Linked DNA regions of Mus musculus: regions 1 and 3 are each linked to region 2. The links are chromatin contacts, called in public HiChIP or PLAC-seq and Micro-C maps. All regions are on one chromosome and are shown on one strand. Each heading gives the region's core, a stretch centred on a gene start, on an enhancer-like site or on the middle of the called end of the contact. The rest is flanking DNA. Distances are from core to core; before and after follow the strand shown. Region 1 has its middle 16 kb from the start of Gm52860. Region 2 overlaps 4930599N23Rik (RIKEN cDNA 4930599N23 gene). Region 3 has its middle 13 kb from the start of Gm25402.

Region 1 (4,584 bases), core at 1,168-3,667, 320 kb after region 2:
GTTACTGTAACACTGGGAATTGAGTTGCTCTTCCTCTGGAAGAGCAATAGATTCTCTTAACCACTGAACCATCTCTCCAGTCCTGATTTGTAAGTATTAAGCTTCTTCTTCTTCTTCTTTTATTTATTTATTTATTTATTTATTTATTTATTTATTTATTTTTTTGAGACAGGGTTTCTCTGTATAGCCCTGGCTGTCCTGGAACTCACTCTGTAGACCAGGCTGGCCTCGAACTCAGAAATCTGCCTGCCTCTGTTTCCCGAGTGCTGAGATTAAAGGCGTGCGCCACCACGCCCGGCAAGTATTAAGCTTCTTAAAATCGTTCAGGAGATCTTGATAAAGGGAAATCCATTTATTTATAGTTTGGTCAAAAGGTACTGAAGGAAGATTCCTGGCTTCTCTCTGCCATTTCTATGACAGGCTAACAATTTTATACAAAGAATGAAACAAGACACACGTGGGGGTGTGGACCTTTGATCTGAGCACTCAGGAGGCAGAGACAGGAGGGTCCAAGCCTGGTCCACACCATGAGCTCCTGGCCAACCAGGGCTGCTTAGAGTAGAGAGACTCTTTTTTAAAAAGAAACAAAAGGCTGAAATAAGAACCAGAAATATGTTGATTTAAGCTATCAGAAGGGGTTGCATGTCAGATATGTACATTATAATTCACAATAGCAGCAAAATTACACTTATGAAGTAGCAATGAAAGTAATCTTTTTTATATATATTTATTTATTTATTTACTTATTTATTATATGTAAGTACACTGTAGCTGTCTTCAGACACTCCAGAAGAGGGCATCAGATTTCGTTACGGATGGTTGTGAGCCACCATGTGGTTGCTGGGATTTGAACTCAGGACCTTTGGAAGAGCAGTTGGCGCTCTTAACCACTGAGCCATCTCACCAGCCCAATTAAAGTAATCTTATGGTTGGGGGTCACTATAACATGTGGGACTGTGTTAAAGGTTCACGGTACTAGGAAGGTTGACAGCCTCTGCTCTAGACGATATCTCTTGCCAGGCTGTTATAGGCTTTGGGTCCCCATGTTGCCCAGTGTAGGAAATAGTTATGGTCTACTTTCAATATGACCTCTCCCTCCCTTAGCTAGGGGCTAGCACCTGCTTGTCTCAGAATTCTGAGAGCTGGGGCTGGAGAGATGGCTCTGTGGTTAAGAGCACCTACTGCTCTTCCAAAGGTCTTGAGTTTAAATCCCAGCAACCACATGGTGGCTCACAATCATCCATAATGAGATCTGATGCCCTCTTCTGGTGCATCTGAAGACAGCTACAGTGTACTTATAAAAAAAAAAAAAAAAAGAAGAATTCTGAGAGTTAGTAAGGTACAGGCGGTCTTCTAAGTGACTGAGCCCAGAATGGCATGGGACTGGGAAGGCAGGTCCAAGTCCCAAACAGTTCATTGGATGAAGCTTTGCGTCCTTGTCAATGGGAGAATTCGGGATGCGGATCCCAGCTTGTAGAAGAAGAGGGTAAGAGTTTTTCCCCATTTAAGGATTTAAGATGGGCTGGAGAGATGGCTCAGTGTCCTGAGTTCAAATCGCAGCAACCACATGGTGGCTCACAACCATCTGTAATGAGATCAGATGCCCTCTTCTGGGGCATCTGAAAAACAGCTATAGTGTACTTATAAATAATAAATAAATCTTTTCTTTTTTTTTTTTTTTTCTTTTTGGTTTTTCGAGACAGGGTTTCTCTGTAGTCCTGGCTGTCCTGGAACTCACTTTGTAGACCAGGCTGGCCTCGAACTCAGAAATCTGCCTGTCTCTGCCTCCCAAGTGCTAGGATTAAAGACATGCACCACCACCGCCCGGCTTTTTTTTTTTTTTTTAATACATCTTTTTATTTTTTTTTTTATTATTTTTTTTTATTTTATTTTTTTTTTAAAGATTTATTTATTATTATATGTAAGTACACTGTAGCTGTCTTCAGACACACCAGAAGAGGGAGTCAGATCTTGTTACGGATGGTTGTGAGCCACCATGTGGTTGCTGGGATTTGAACTCAGGACCTTTGGAAGAACAGTCAGTGCTCTTACCCCTGAGCCATCTCACCAGCCCCCCTACATCTTTTTAAAAAAAGGATTTAAACATTGTTTTCTGTCAAGTCACAATGCTGGCCATTTTTGCCTTTTCTGGACACTGGCATCCCTTTCTGCAAAGCTGTATGGATTAAAAACGAATTCAAGGTGTTAGCCACATTGTTTTACAAATGTGTCAGCTTTCCTCTTGACCCAGCTAGCACCCAGATCATTGAGAACTGACTATGTATTTATCAAGCTTGAAGGGCACAACAACTGGGCAGAATTACTCCATTAATCCTCTGTGCTAATCTGGCTACCTCCCAGCTAAAATCCTGACATACTTGCATTTTATGGCTTTCTGTGCTCCAGCTGTTTTCTCAAGGTGTCTCCGGAAGTCTCTCCCCAAGGCTAATCTCCTTTTCCTCTCTCTTTTACCCCCTCAACCTCCCAGGGCTGGGAGGAAGCCCAGGTTTATGCTTTCCCTTGCTCATTCATTAGCTGATCAGCTTCTTTATTGACTAATCAGGGAAAGGCTGGGGAGCCGTGTTTACAGAACCTCGAGACAGGAGAGTCTCAGAATAAGGATTACAACCAGGTAAGGGAACACAGAAATCAACACCTGAATTACACAGAGCACAGTAATATTATGCCTACATCAAGGTGGGCATGACATATGCTTATAATCCCAGCAGTCATGGGGCAGAGGCAGGCAGATCTCTGAGAGTTTGAGAGCGGCCTGACATACAGTGAGTTCCAGGACAGTTAGGGAGGGGGCTGTCTCAAAACAAAATGGAATAACCCACAGGAAGTCCAACAACGAAGCGAAACTGCCTCTTCCTTTCTACTCTCTTGAATTTGTTATCACTAGGAAATTTACCAGCTTCTTCACGAGTCTCATTAACACAGGCTGGCCCCACCTTACAGGCTGGTCCTGCTATGCCATCTCTGGCCCTGCTTGGAGTTTTCCCATAGGTTGCTGAGGCACAGAGATAATAGTGTGGAGAAGAGCCTCAGTCCAGGCTCCAGGGCTCCAAGAGAAACTTGAGGAACAGGGTGGGCAGGGGCCATCCTGCTTACACGGTGGCCAAACCCTACTGCTCTGCTGGCCTGTGAACACGGTCCTGCTGCACCCACAGACCCTTGCTCAAGTAGTTTTACGACTGTCATTTAGCCAGAGCCCAAGTCTAGCTCTGTGCGAATCTGCAGTAAATCTCTGTTCTCTAGAACAATGTAGCCTCTACTCTGCCCAGGGAGTACAGGAATTAGTCCTGCTGGGAAGGGACTGTGCCTGTGATGTTTGGTTGTAGAATTGTGTGTGTCCGTGTGTCCGTTAGGAAAAGGGTGGGCAGGTAAGGGACACAGACCTTGTCCTTGTTAGGGAAGCTGGTACCAGGCTACCTAATTGTAGCCAGAAGCTGGCAACTGAACTCCACCTAGGGCCTGGGTGGGGTTAAGGTGTGGTCAATAGAGAGTCATGGAGCACAGTTAATTGGCTTCGACAGGTGTGGGTAGTAATAGCCTGTTCACCTGCCTTGTTTTGCTGTTTCCTGTTCTTGCCTCTGGTCAGACCTGAAATAGCCCCACCTACCACCAAAGTCTGCCTAGAAGGGACCACTGCCAAATGGATGTGCATTCTGGTTTAGGAAAAGGAAGTTTATTAATGCAAGAGAGGTTGTAATTGCATACCGTGAGTATACTGCATGCCCCCGAATTCTTTACTTTAAAAACGGCTAAGTTTATGTTCTGGGACTTTCATTGCAATCGAACAAGGAAACGGGTGGAAAATGCAAGGCCGGGAGCATACAGGATTAGCCTGTACTGTCCCAGGGCTCAGGGAAACCAAGACAAGAGGGAAGGAGAATTTACCACATCTCTCAGCCTCTGGAACTCCTTAGCTCTGGCTTCACCCTCACCAAGCCTCTGGAAATTTCTTTGTGTGGTTTCCTTTGCAGGATCTGTGGTAAAGGTCTTGCTTAGCATGCTGTTAAGGTACCTGGGTGAAGGAAAAAGCTGTTTCCAGCAACAAAGAGGCCCCTCCCTTTGAGAGAGAATGACACTCATCTATTGCTTTCATGGTTGTATAATGTTTTCCTGCTCTTTTTTCAAACATTTAAAAAAATGCGTGTGGCACATGTATGTAGTGTGTGTGTGTGAGTGGTGTGCATGCCCATGTGCACGCAGGTCCCCTTGGATGCCAGAAGACAGCATCAAACCCCTGGAGCTGGAGTTACAGGCAATTGTGAACACCCTGTTTAGACAACAGTAGCTGAGCTGTTGTCTACCACAAGAGCAGTGCTTCATCACTGAGCCATCTCTCCATTTTGTGGCTTTTTCATGGTTTATTTATTTATTTTTAAGATTTTATTTATTTTACGTATGTTCCTACACTGTTGCTGTCTTCAGACACACCAGAAGAGGGCACTGGATCCTATTACAGATGGTTACGAGCTAATCTGGTTGCTGGGAATTGAACTCAGGACCTCTGGAAGAGCATTCAGTGCTTTTAATCACTGACCCATCTCTCCAGGCCATGTTTTGTTTTAAAAT
Region 2 (4,833 bases), core at 1,373-3,872:
TTCTTTATTCCTATTTCTACTTTTAGATGCTGGAATTTTTGCTTAATTCCTTCACCTGTTTGTTTGTGTTTTCCTGTAATTCATTAAGGGATTTTTGTGTTTCCTCTCTAAGGGCTCCTATCTGTTTCCCTGTGTTCTCCTGTATTTCTTTCTTCCTTTCTTTCTTTTTTTTTTAAAAGATTTATTTATTACATGTGTGTACACTTTAGCTGTCTTCAGACACTCCAGAAGAGGGCATCAGATCCCATTACAGATGGTTGTGAGCCACCATGTGGTTGCTGGGATTTGAACTCAGGACCTTCAGAAGAGCAGTCAGTGCTCTTAATCTCTGAGCCATCTCTCCAGCCCTCTCCTGTATTTCTTTAAGGGAGTAATTTATGTCCTTTTTAAAGTCCTCTATCATCATTATGAGATATGATCTTAAATCAGAGTGTTGCTTTTCCCGTGTGGTGGGAGAACTGGGTTCTGATGATGCCAAGTAGCCTTGGTTTCTGTTGCTTATGTTCTTGTACTTGCCTCTTGCCATCTGGTTATCTGTGGTGTTAGCTGGTCTTGCTGTCTCTGACTGTGGCTTGTCCTTCCTGCAAGCCTGGGTCAGCACTCCTGGGAGACCAGCTCTCTCTGGGGGGAATTTGGGTATGGAGAGCTGTGGTACAGGATCAGCTCCGGGCCACAGATGGAAACTGGAAGGATCCTGTCCCCTGCTGTTCCTTGGTCCCTGTGTCCTGATGGCTTTGGGCAGGTCCCTCTTGGGCCAGGAATTTGAGCAGAAGTGGTGGTATCACCTGTGCTCTCAGGTGTGTCAGCACTTCTGGGAGACCAGCTCTCTCTCAGAGGGATTCCGGTACAGAGAGCTGTGGGACAGGGACGGCTCCAGGGCACAGATGGAAACCAGAAGTGAAAGGTTACATTTTTATGTTGGCCTCGCATTAACAAGAACTGAGAAAGCCAGTCTTTGCAATATCAGACCTTCCTCTTGTTTACAGGTTGGACAGAACTACTGGTACCCCCTAGCCCACATCTCCAATGTTGCTATTTTTTTAACTAAGTGACTTCGATTTGGGAATTGCTACACACTATTGAAGTATGTATCTTGGGGTGAAATTGTCTCTGTACAAAAACTAATTAATTTTCCAAGGTTATCATGGAGATTTTTAAAGAGTACAGGTTTATGCTGAATAATTTCAGTGTGGCTCCATGGGTCATTTCTATTCTCCTAGAGCCTGTTCTGTGCTTTTAAGGACACTCATCTATTGTCACTGAATGTCCAGCTTCCAAATAATATGCCTGGAAAAGTACTAATGGAGGTTCAAAGAGTGAGAAGGGCCAACCTATTGTTGACATTCTGTGTAGTCATACCATGCTGGAAGCTAAAGTGCCTGTGAATTTGGTAACTCCTTTCTTCTCTAGCAGTGATAGCCCCTCTTTTTTCCCCTACCATCTCCAGGATGGTAGCATCCCTTTTTTATATCATAGTTCATTATTAAATTCTGTAACTATTCAACTTGCCATGTGCATCTTCAAGGAACCTCCACAGATACTAGGCTGAAGAGAAATGCCAGCAGAGAGGTCCTGAAATAGAAGCAAGACTAGAGAATGGAATATTTCTGAAATGGTTTATTTTCCCTTGACCTGTGAGGAATCATCTTATTGAATGGAAAAACTAAAGTTTATCTCATTCTTTCAGTGCCAAAACCTTTTGTTAACACCTGTTGGTGTGCTTAGCTTTGTGTATGGCGATAGGGGAGAGCTTAGGTGATGAACCTAAAGGCAGTGTGGCCCTTCTCACCTCATCACTCTCCCCTGTGAAACCTCTTCCAAGGCAGGGCATAGTGGCCTCATAAGAATCCAGGTGAAGATCTGATGTAAGTATGTGATAAATGGTTACCACTCATGAGATAACCAGCCACTGTTAACAACTGGTACACTTTATTATTCCAGCAATTGAAGCATCAGGAAACAGCTGCCAAAGGTTAGGTCAGCTCAGGAGAAGACATAAGACAAACATCTGTATCCCAGATAAACCATAGCCCAATGAGGTGTTCGAGGAAGTTGATTCCATAGTGATATTAATGCATGTATGTGTGAGATTGAGACATGTCACTGAAGAACAAACTGAGGCCCCCAAAGAAATATAACTTACCCAAGGCCAGATAGAAGTAACAGAACTAATATTTAACCCTGGCCTTAATCTGTGCTCTTAGCCCTGGATTCTACAATTAGAATGAAAACTCTCACAAGGTCAAAAGGATAGTCTCAAATAAGTCCAGCTTACTTTCACCTTATCCCAGTGTTCAAAAAGTATGCGAAGGTGCAAGACCTTGGGAGGTTTGGGATAATTCAGAATATTCAGTAAGAGCTAGGCTTCTGGCCTCAGACTAGATGCTGGTCTTTATCAGTCTCTCAGGGGCTGTGCAGAAGAGGCAGAGACTGGACTAATGCCAAAGGGTTAACAGTAAAATTTATGTATTTGAAATTGGCTAGGAAAACTCAAACTGGAGGTCTTGCTAAGCGATTGGGCCACTGAATTCCAGGATGTCTTGTGTGACAGGTTGTAGCCTCCCCCAGCCTTGAGTAGGCTAACTTTGACCTCGAGGCCACTGAGTATGAGACTACCTGGGGTGGAGCCTTCGACTTAGAAGGCTCTATTGTTCTGTCACCTGCTGCTGCTCTTCTCCAGGACACTGCTACCTGCTGAGAGGCCCTTGAAATATTCTGGAGAAAGCATCCGGCAGCAGGCTGGCAACAAGACATCAAGAATGGATTGGCAGGGGATGGGCCTCCCCCCCCTTTATAAGCACAGACTTGGGGGCCTTGAACAGAAACATGTCTTGGCCTCCATTCTCTCACCATTTCCTTCCATACAGCTCCGGCCTCCCACTCAGGAACTCAGCTAGTGTGGCCACAGGCAGCTTACAACAGGTGAAATAGTACAAAGTGTGCAAGGAACAACAGTAGGGAACTTCTAGAATAAGTCAGTTAAATACTATTTTTTTTACTATTATAAATCATTTGCAATTTGCTTTAAAACCACCACTGCAAAAAACAAACAAAAAATGCTTTGGAATTTAGATATATTATTATTTATAGGAATATTTTTTTTCTGCCTGGGCAGTGGTGGTGCATGCCTGGGTGTTAATCTCTCCATTCAGGAGGCAGAGGCAGATGGAGCTGTGAGTTCCCAACCAGTCTAATCTACAGAATAAGTTCCAGGACAGCAAATGAGCTTGAAGTTACAACACACCAGGATTAGCACTTGTAAAAAAAACCGTAAAGATGAGGCTGGAGAAATGTCTCTGTGCTTAAGTGTTCTTTTCTTGAAGAGGACTGCAGTTTGATTCTCAGCTCCCATATCAGGCATATCACAACGGCAGCGCCAGCTTACATAGGATCTTATGCCCTAGTCTAGCCTCCATGAGCACTGCACTCACATGCACAGCTCCCCTCGGCCCCCATCCTGTAAGAGATATTTTGGGGACAAATTGGAAATAGTCTAGACAATGGGAGCTCAGAAGTTACAGGAGTTAAGTGGCAAGGCAGTCCAGCATTGAGATAGGCTGTGGGACAACCCACAAATGGTGAATTTACTAGTTTTGAAAAAGTGTGTCCCTGCGTTCTTTCTCTATTGTTAATTGCTGGGCCAACTGCGGAAAGCCTAGCAGGATATGTAAATCTTGTTGCTACCTACCTGCCCAAAAAGAAAGGCAAGCAGCCTTGGGGAAGGTCACATAGCCAAGGGCAACTGCAGGAGTGAGATGTGTAGCTTCTGTATAAAAAAAGCAGGTGGCTGGAGGTGAGGCAGAAGGGCAGGGGTCAGACAGAGGGACAGAAGCATGGACTAGGCCGAGCTGAGGGAGGGAGCCATGCAGAAGGACGCAATGGCAGGGAAGTTGAGTTATGTTAGAAACTAGCTAAATACTGTCCCGTCAAAAAGGCCAAAGGTCTTTATTATTGAGCCACAAGCAGAACCCCCAGAGCCCCAAAATAATGCACCTTTGGTCTCTTCCTTCCTTATGTGGAATGACCCACTCTTGGAGCTGAGAAACAGAAAATAGAGAAGCAGGCTTCCATGTAGGAGAGGCTGTCACATCAGCCACCAGGGCATGGGCTTTCTGGTGGAGAGATGCATCAGGCAAAGCCTCTTCATCCTCTAGTTCTCAACTTTGGAAGTACTTACTGGGCTCATGTCTTTACAATAGTGCTACGCATCCATTGCCAGCTTACAGCCTACCTGTACCGCAGGTGAGATCAGTCCTGAGAATACTAGTATAAAAGAGGCACAAAACAAATCTTCAACAAGAAATTCTATTACTCTACACAAAAATGTTTCAAACACAAACCATTTCTACATCAAGTACCATCTAACAACTCCTTCATAATTCAAAATACAGAATAAAAACAACTCAGAAGAAAGGAGTTGGACAAACATTTTGTTCAAACCTTAAGTTTAGATGTATGTATACACAAATGTATATGTGTGTGCAGGCATGTGTAGGGGTTCACACTGGATATTCCTTAATCACTTCCCACCTTGTATGTTGAGGCAAAGTCTTTTGTGAAAACAAACTCACTGATTTTGTAAGTATAGCTAGCCAGTGTGCCCCAGGGATCCAGTCTCTATATCCCAACTTGTGGTATTTATTATGGATGCTAGGAATCCTAACCCAGTTCCTTCCATTGAGCCATCTCCCCAGCCCTGAGTTCTACTTAATAGTAAGTGAACTTGAACATGATACCTTCTCTGTACCTTGGTGTGATGGTTTGTATATGCTTGCCCCAGGAGGCACTATTAGAAGGTGTAGCATTATAGGCGTGGCCTTGTTGGAATGGGTG
Region 3 (4,661 bases), core at 283-2,782, 300 kb after region 2:
CATTGACATTCTATGTAAGAAATAGAGATTCGGTTGTTGTGTTTTGTTTTGTTTTGTTTTTCCTATATGGAAAACTACTTTCCCCAAGAATTCCTTGATTCAGGATATTTTGAGACAGCTTTAGAACACATCACAGTTATTTTAATATTTAAAAAATAAGAGGGGGCTGGAGGTGGGGAGTACAGCTTACTCACTATGCATGAAATCTCAGGATTGATTCCTAATACTGCATAAACATGGTAGCAAATGCCTGTAACACCAGCACTTAGGGAAAGGAGGCAGGAAGATCAGAAGTTCAAAGTCACCCTCTGGTGCTGGAGAGATGGCTCATCGGTTAAGAACAATGGCTGCTGTTCCAGAGGACCTGGCTTCAATTCCCAGCACTCATGTGGCAGCTCACAACTGTCTGTAAGTCTAGTCCCGGGAGATCTGATGCTCTCTTCCACCCTCTGTGGTCACTGCACACACTGGACACATAGACACGCACACTGGAAAAACACCCATACGCAGAAAGATTGAGAAAATGGTCCTCCTGTTCCAGTCTAGGGCTCTCCTTCCTGTTTATCTTCTCTGCCAGGAAAAGAATTAAAAGGCAGCAGGGAACATCCTGACCACCCAACAGAACGGGCCACTGAAGAAAGGCTTTAATCATAGGCGAGAAAATGCATACACTCCCACAGCAAGCACGCATAGAGTAAGACACTACACCTGAAAAATCCAGGCTCCCCTAGAGGGCTCTGGGGGTTTTTGTTTTGTTTTGTTTGTTTTGTTTTTTGTTTGTCTTTGAAAAGTCTTCCTTCTCTAATTTAAGTTTGGTGGGTGATCAGTCCACAACTGTTAGGTAACATGTTCTGACCTGGCCTTGAACTTGGTGAGCCAATCCATCCTCAAGAGAAAAAGCCTACAAGTCCTTTGTTTTAGGCTACCAGGCTTCTGTCTCAGGTCTGAAGGGTGAAGAAGACTGCCATCTTGGAAGGTCAACACCTTTGTTACCCAGTCAGGGCTCCTCTCCCTATCTGTCTGCCTATCAGGAAGTCTGTCTAACTTGAAGTCCCATACTACCATAGGGTTATCTGGATTTCTGGATTTGGGGAGTCCCATCTGGGTGTAGCTCAATGGTAGATTCATTACATACTTTGGTAGAGGGCTTGAGTCATCCCTAACAACACACACATACACACACACACACTCCTCACTTAGCATTTCTATTTCCAGTTCTATGTCCCAGTCCCTTTGTCATGCCTTTCTCTTGTCCCTCTGGCCTGGCATCCTGGCTTTCATTTCTGGAACAGTGTGAAAGCTCCCAGGTTGTTTCCCAAGCTCTAGCTGAGGGGAATTCTCTGCATAAGCCATCTTCTTTAGACAGTAAACTCCTTGCCTTGGCTAAGCATAACAATGAGATTGTGGAAAGATGGAATGCTCTCTTTAGGCTGCACAGATAAATTTATCTTGAGCTCTATCTCTTTAAGAGGCCATTAACTATCAACCTTTGACTTCGAGCTACAGCTTTTGACTTTTAGATAAAACTCTTGGAGGCTTGACACACCCTACCTTCACCAACTGTAAAGCTTAATTGGTGATAATAAAATAGAGTTCCATACTAGGATGTGGTGGCTGCGTGTGTTTGTTCCCAGACCTTGGGAGGCAGAGATCTCTGAGTTTGAGGCCAGTCTGGTCTACAGAGTTCTAGGTCAGCCATAGCTACAGAGGAAACTCTGTCTTAACAACAATACCAACCAACCAACAGGGTTCACTTGCTATTAAGGTTTGACTGTGAAATGTTCCCCTCCCTCCCCACCCCCAACAAGCTCATCATGTGTTTGATCTGTTGGTCTCCAGGAGGTTGTAGAGCCAATAAAATTGAGGCCTAACTGGAAGAAGGGCATTAGGGATGAGCTGTCCAAGGTTACAAGCCAGTCCTGCTTGCAACCTGACCATCTAGGTTGCCACTGTGACATTAGGAGTCTGGCTGCATGCACCTGCTGCTGTCAGTTCCACCACACTCTAGTGGTCAGCAATTCTATAAAACTGTACCACCTTGCCTGGCTAGAATAAACTAGTTTCTCATCGCCCTAAAGTAGAGTTGACACTTTATGTAGACACCACACAGGATCAAGGGAGGATGGGTATGAATTGGAGGAAGGAAAAAAAAAAAAAAAGGACAAAAACATTCCTGCTTCTTTGAAAAGCTGGGGCTGTGTTGTGACCCTGGTCTTTTGTGTGGAGGCACCATCTGCCCTCCCAAGTGTGGCAATAAACTCCACTGTGTGTCTGAGAGATGCTGCCGGCATTCATGTGAGCAGAACACATTGAAACCCCTCTGTTGGTGAGTTCAGGGACTCAGCAGGATGCTGACAGCTGCTTGCAATGAAAAGATGCTTTTCAAAGAAGAGCAGGGTCTCTAACAGCTGTGGGAGAACTTTGGTCCTGTATTGTGGGGTTACTTGCTGAGGCAGCAGGCCTATTCCCAAAGGCTTGAGAGTCAACCAGTATGGGGTCAGGGGTTATGGGGAATTTTTTTTTTCCATCTCTGCCCTCAATTTTTGCTTAGCTCTGAGACAGAACAAAAAAGACAGGAAAATTATGAGGGCATGAAAAGTAAAGATGTGTCACACAGGGGGTGGCCTTCAACCAGAGTCTGAAGCCTTTCGCCAGCAGAGAAGCAAGCATAGCAGCACAAATAACGCCTGCTTAAGGCTCTTAGCCCTTCCTGGCTATACACCTACAACTCCTTAGAAACTCCTGGTTTTACCTTTGGAGACAACAGTCACAGGCAAGGTGCTAGTGTATAATCTCATTTATCAAAAGGAGAGGTGAGCTCTCTTGGGCAGTGCTGCCACATGCCTTCAGTCCTAGCACTTGGGAGGCGGAGGCAGTCGGATCTCTAAGTTCAAGGCCAGCCTGGTCTACAAAGAGAGATCCAGGACAGCCAGAGCTATACAGAGAAACTGTGTCTTGAAACCCTCTACTGACTATGTCCCTCTCCTCTTCAATGCTTATCACGCAGCCTCGTCCTGATTAAAGTTATGCTGGACTGCAGAAATAAGAGTAATTATCTCTGCTGGCCAAGGCTGCACCCTGAGGCAAGACAAGGTGTCTCCAGAGAACAAACCGGCCCTCTCATGCAGGAAGGACTTCTGTTCCAGCCAGCCCACAGAACCAGCACATCTCTGAGATACTGATCAGCCAGAGAGCTTTGAGGGACCACTGTGTCATGCATCCCTCTTGCCCACTCTGAGTCTTCCTCTATTTAACACTAAAGTTCATGTCAGTACACCAAGGCAGACTGGGAACACATCTTACTGGCTCAGCCGGTAAAAGTGCTTGCTGCCATATCTGGCAACCTGAGTTGAAGTCTTAGGACCCACGTAGTTGAAGGATAAAACTGACTCTTGCAAGTTGTCCACTGACTGTCACATATATCACGGTAGGTGCCCTTCCTCCCCCAAATAGGTAAATGGAATAGTAATTCTATGCTTCCTTTAGATTTTCGGACAAGCATTGAACTCAGAGAGATTTACCTCCCTCAAAGGCTGGGATCAGAACAGAAGATCATGTCTGCCTTGATTTTTATTTATTTGTTTGTTTTGAGACAGGATCTCTCTATGTAGCCCTAGATGAGTTCTCACTATATAGAACAGGTAGGACTTGAACTCACAAAGACCTGCCCCCTCTGCCTCCTGAGTCCTAGGCAAGAGCCACCACCATACGTGGAAGCAAACAATTTATTTTAAATATTTTAGATTTATTTATTTATTATGTATGCAGTGATCTGCCTGTATATAGGCCTGCAGCACAGAAAGAGAGCACCAGATCTTATGTGGTTGCTGGGATTTGAACTCAGGACCTCTGGAAGAGAAGATGGTGCTTTTTCTTTCCCAGACAGGGTTTCTCTGTGTAGCCCTGGTTGTCCTGGAACTCACTCTGTAGACCAGGTTGGCCTTGAACTCAGAAATCCACCTGCCTCTGCCTCCCAAGTAAAAGTGCTAGGATTAAAGGCATGTGCCACCACTGCCCTGCAAGAACTTTTTTTTTTTTAAGATTTTTTTTTCCCCCAAATCCAAATAGGAGTGACTCTGGCCAGAACATGGATTAGTTTGCCCCAAATACCATGTTTGTCTTGTGGAAGTGGTTACACAAAAGAGATTGCAGAATAAAGAAGGCCTAAATTAAATTGCTTACCAAATACATTGTGGGGGGGGGGTCACAGGGGTATAGCAAAATAGGAAAAACTGCTGTAGGTCTCAGACCCTAGCTGGTGGCACACTGATTTTCTGGATTGGTACAAATTAGTGGTCTGTTAAGAATATTCTATTATTTACATTTTTTTTCAAGACAAGATTTCTCTGTGTATAGATAGCCCTGCCTAACCAGGGACTCATTTTGTAGATCAGGCTGGCCTCAAACTCAAGAATCCACCTGCTTCTTTCTCCCCAGGACCAGGACTAAGGGTATGAATGACTACAGCTCAGCTTTTATTTCTTTAAAAAAATTTTTAACTAAAAAAATAATTAAATAAAATATAAAAATAAATTTTAAAATTGGATAAATAGCCGGGTGTGTTGGCTCACACCTTTAATCCCAGTAAAAGGAAATAAAACTTGAGACCTGTGATTCATGTAATGTATGTCAAATAGCCCAAAGAGTTGTTTGTGAGCTTT

What was found. Hi-C and Micro-C count contacts between places; a contact is called where the count stands out from the background. HiChIP or PLAC-seq counts read pairs in DNA pulled down with a chosen protein or histone mark.
Region 1: a contact with region 2 is called in a Micro-C map of embryonic stem cells, with 2.9 times the contacts expected there. The contact joins two enhancer-like sites. A contact is called at or near these places in 1 of 484 Hi-C or Micro-C datasets (embryonic stem cells) and 1 of 115 datasets of contacts at active chromatin or transcription factors (embryonic stem cells).
Region 3: an H3K27ac HiChIP or PLAC-seq map of embryonic stem cells shows a contact between it and region 2, with 10 read pairs. The contact joins two enhancer-like sites. A contact is called at or near these places in 4 of 39 promoter capture datasets (the 3T3-L1 cell line, cranial neural crest, hippocampal neurons and 1 more), 2 of 115 datasets of contacts at active chromatin or transcription factors (both in embryonic stem cells) and 1 of 9 other capture datasets (liver).

What each region holds. Positions count from the first base shown.
Region 1 is chr6:39,452,449-39,457,032 of GRCm38.p6, forward strand. No RefSeq gene overlaps it. Among named protein-coding and RNA genes, the nearest start is that of Gm52860, 16 kb to the right of the region's middle. Within about 2 kb of position 2,418, at least 23 of the 459 cell types and tissues checked have an H3K27ac peak or open chromatin away from gene starts, as enhancers often do. A contact at or near this core is called in embryonic stem cells, where this site is marked.
Region 2 is chr6:39,129,024-39,133,856 of GRCm38.p6, forward strand. All of the region lies in intron 1 of 4930599N23Rik (RIKEN cDNA 4930599N23 gene), which reads left to right. Among named protein-coding and RNA genes, the nearest start is that of 4930599N23Rik, 13 kb to the left of the region's middle. Within about 2 kb of position 2,623, at least 7 of the 459 cell types and tissues checked have an H3K27ac peak or open chromatin away from gene starts, as enhancers often do. A contact at or near this core is called in embryonic stem cells, where this site is marked.
Region 3 is chr6:39,433,014-39,437,674 of GRCm38.p6, forward strand. No RefSeq gene overlaps it. Among named protein-coding and RNA genes, the nearest start is that of Gm25402, 13 kb to the left of the region's middle. Within about 2 kb of position 1,533, at least 40 of the 459 cell types and tissues checked have an H3K27ac peak or open chromatin away from gene starts, as enhancers often do. A contact at or near this core is called in embryonic stem cells, where this site is marked.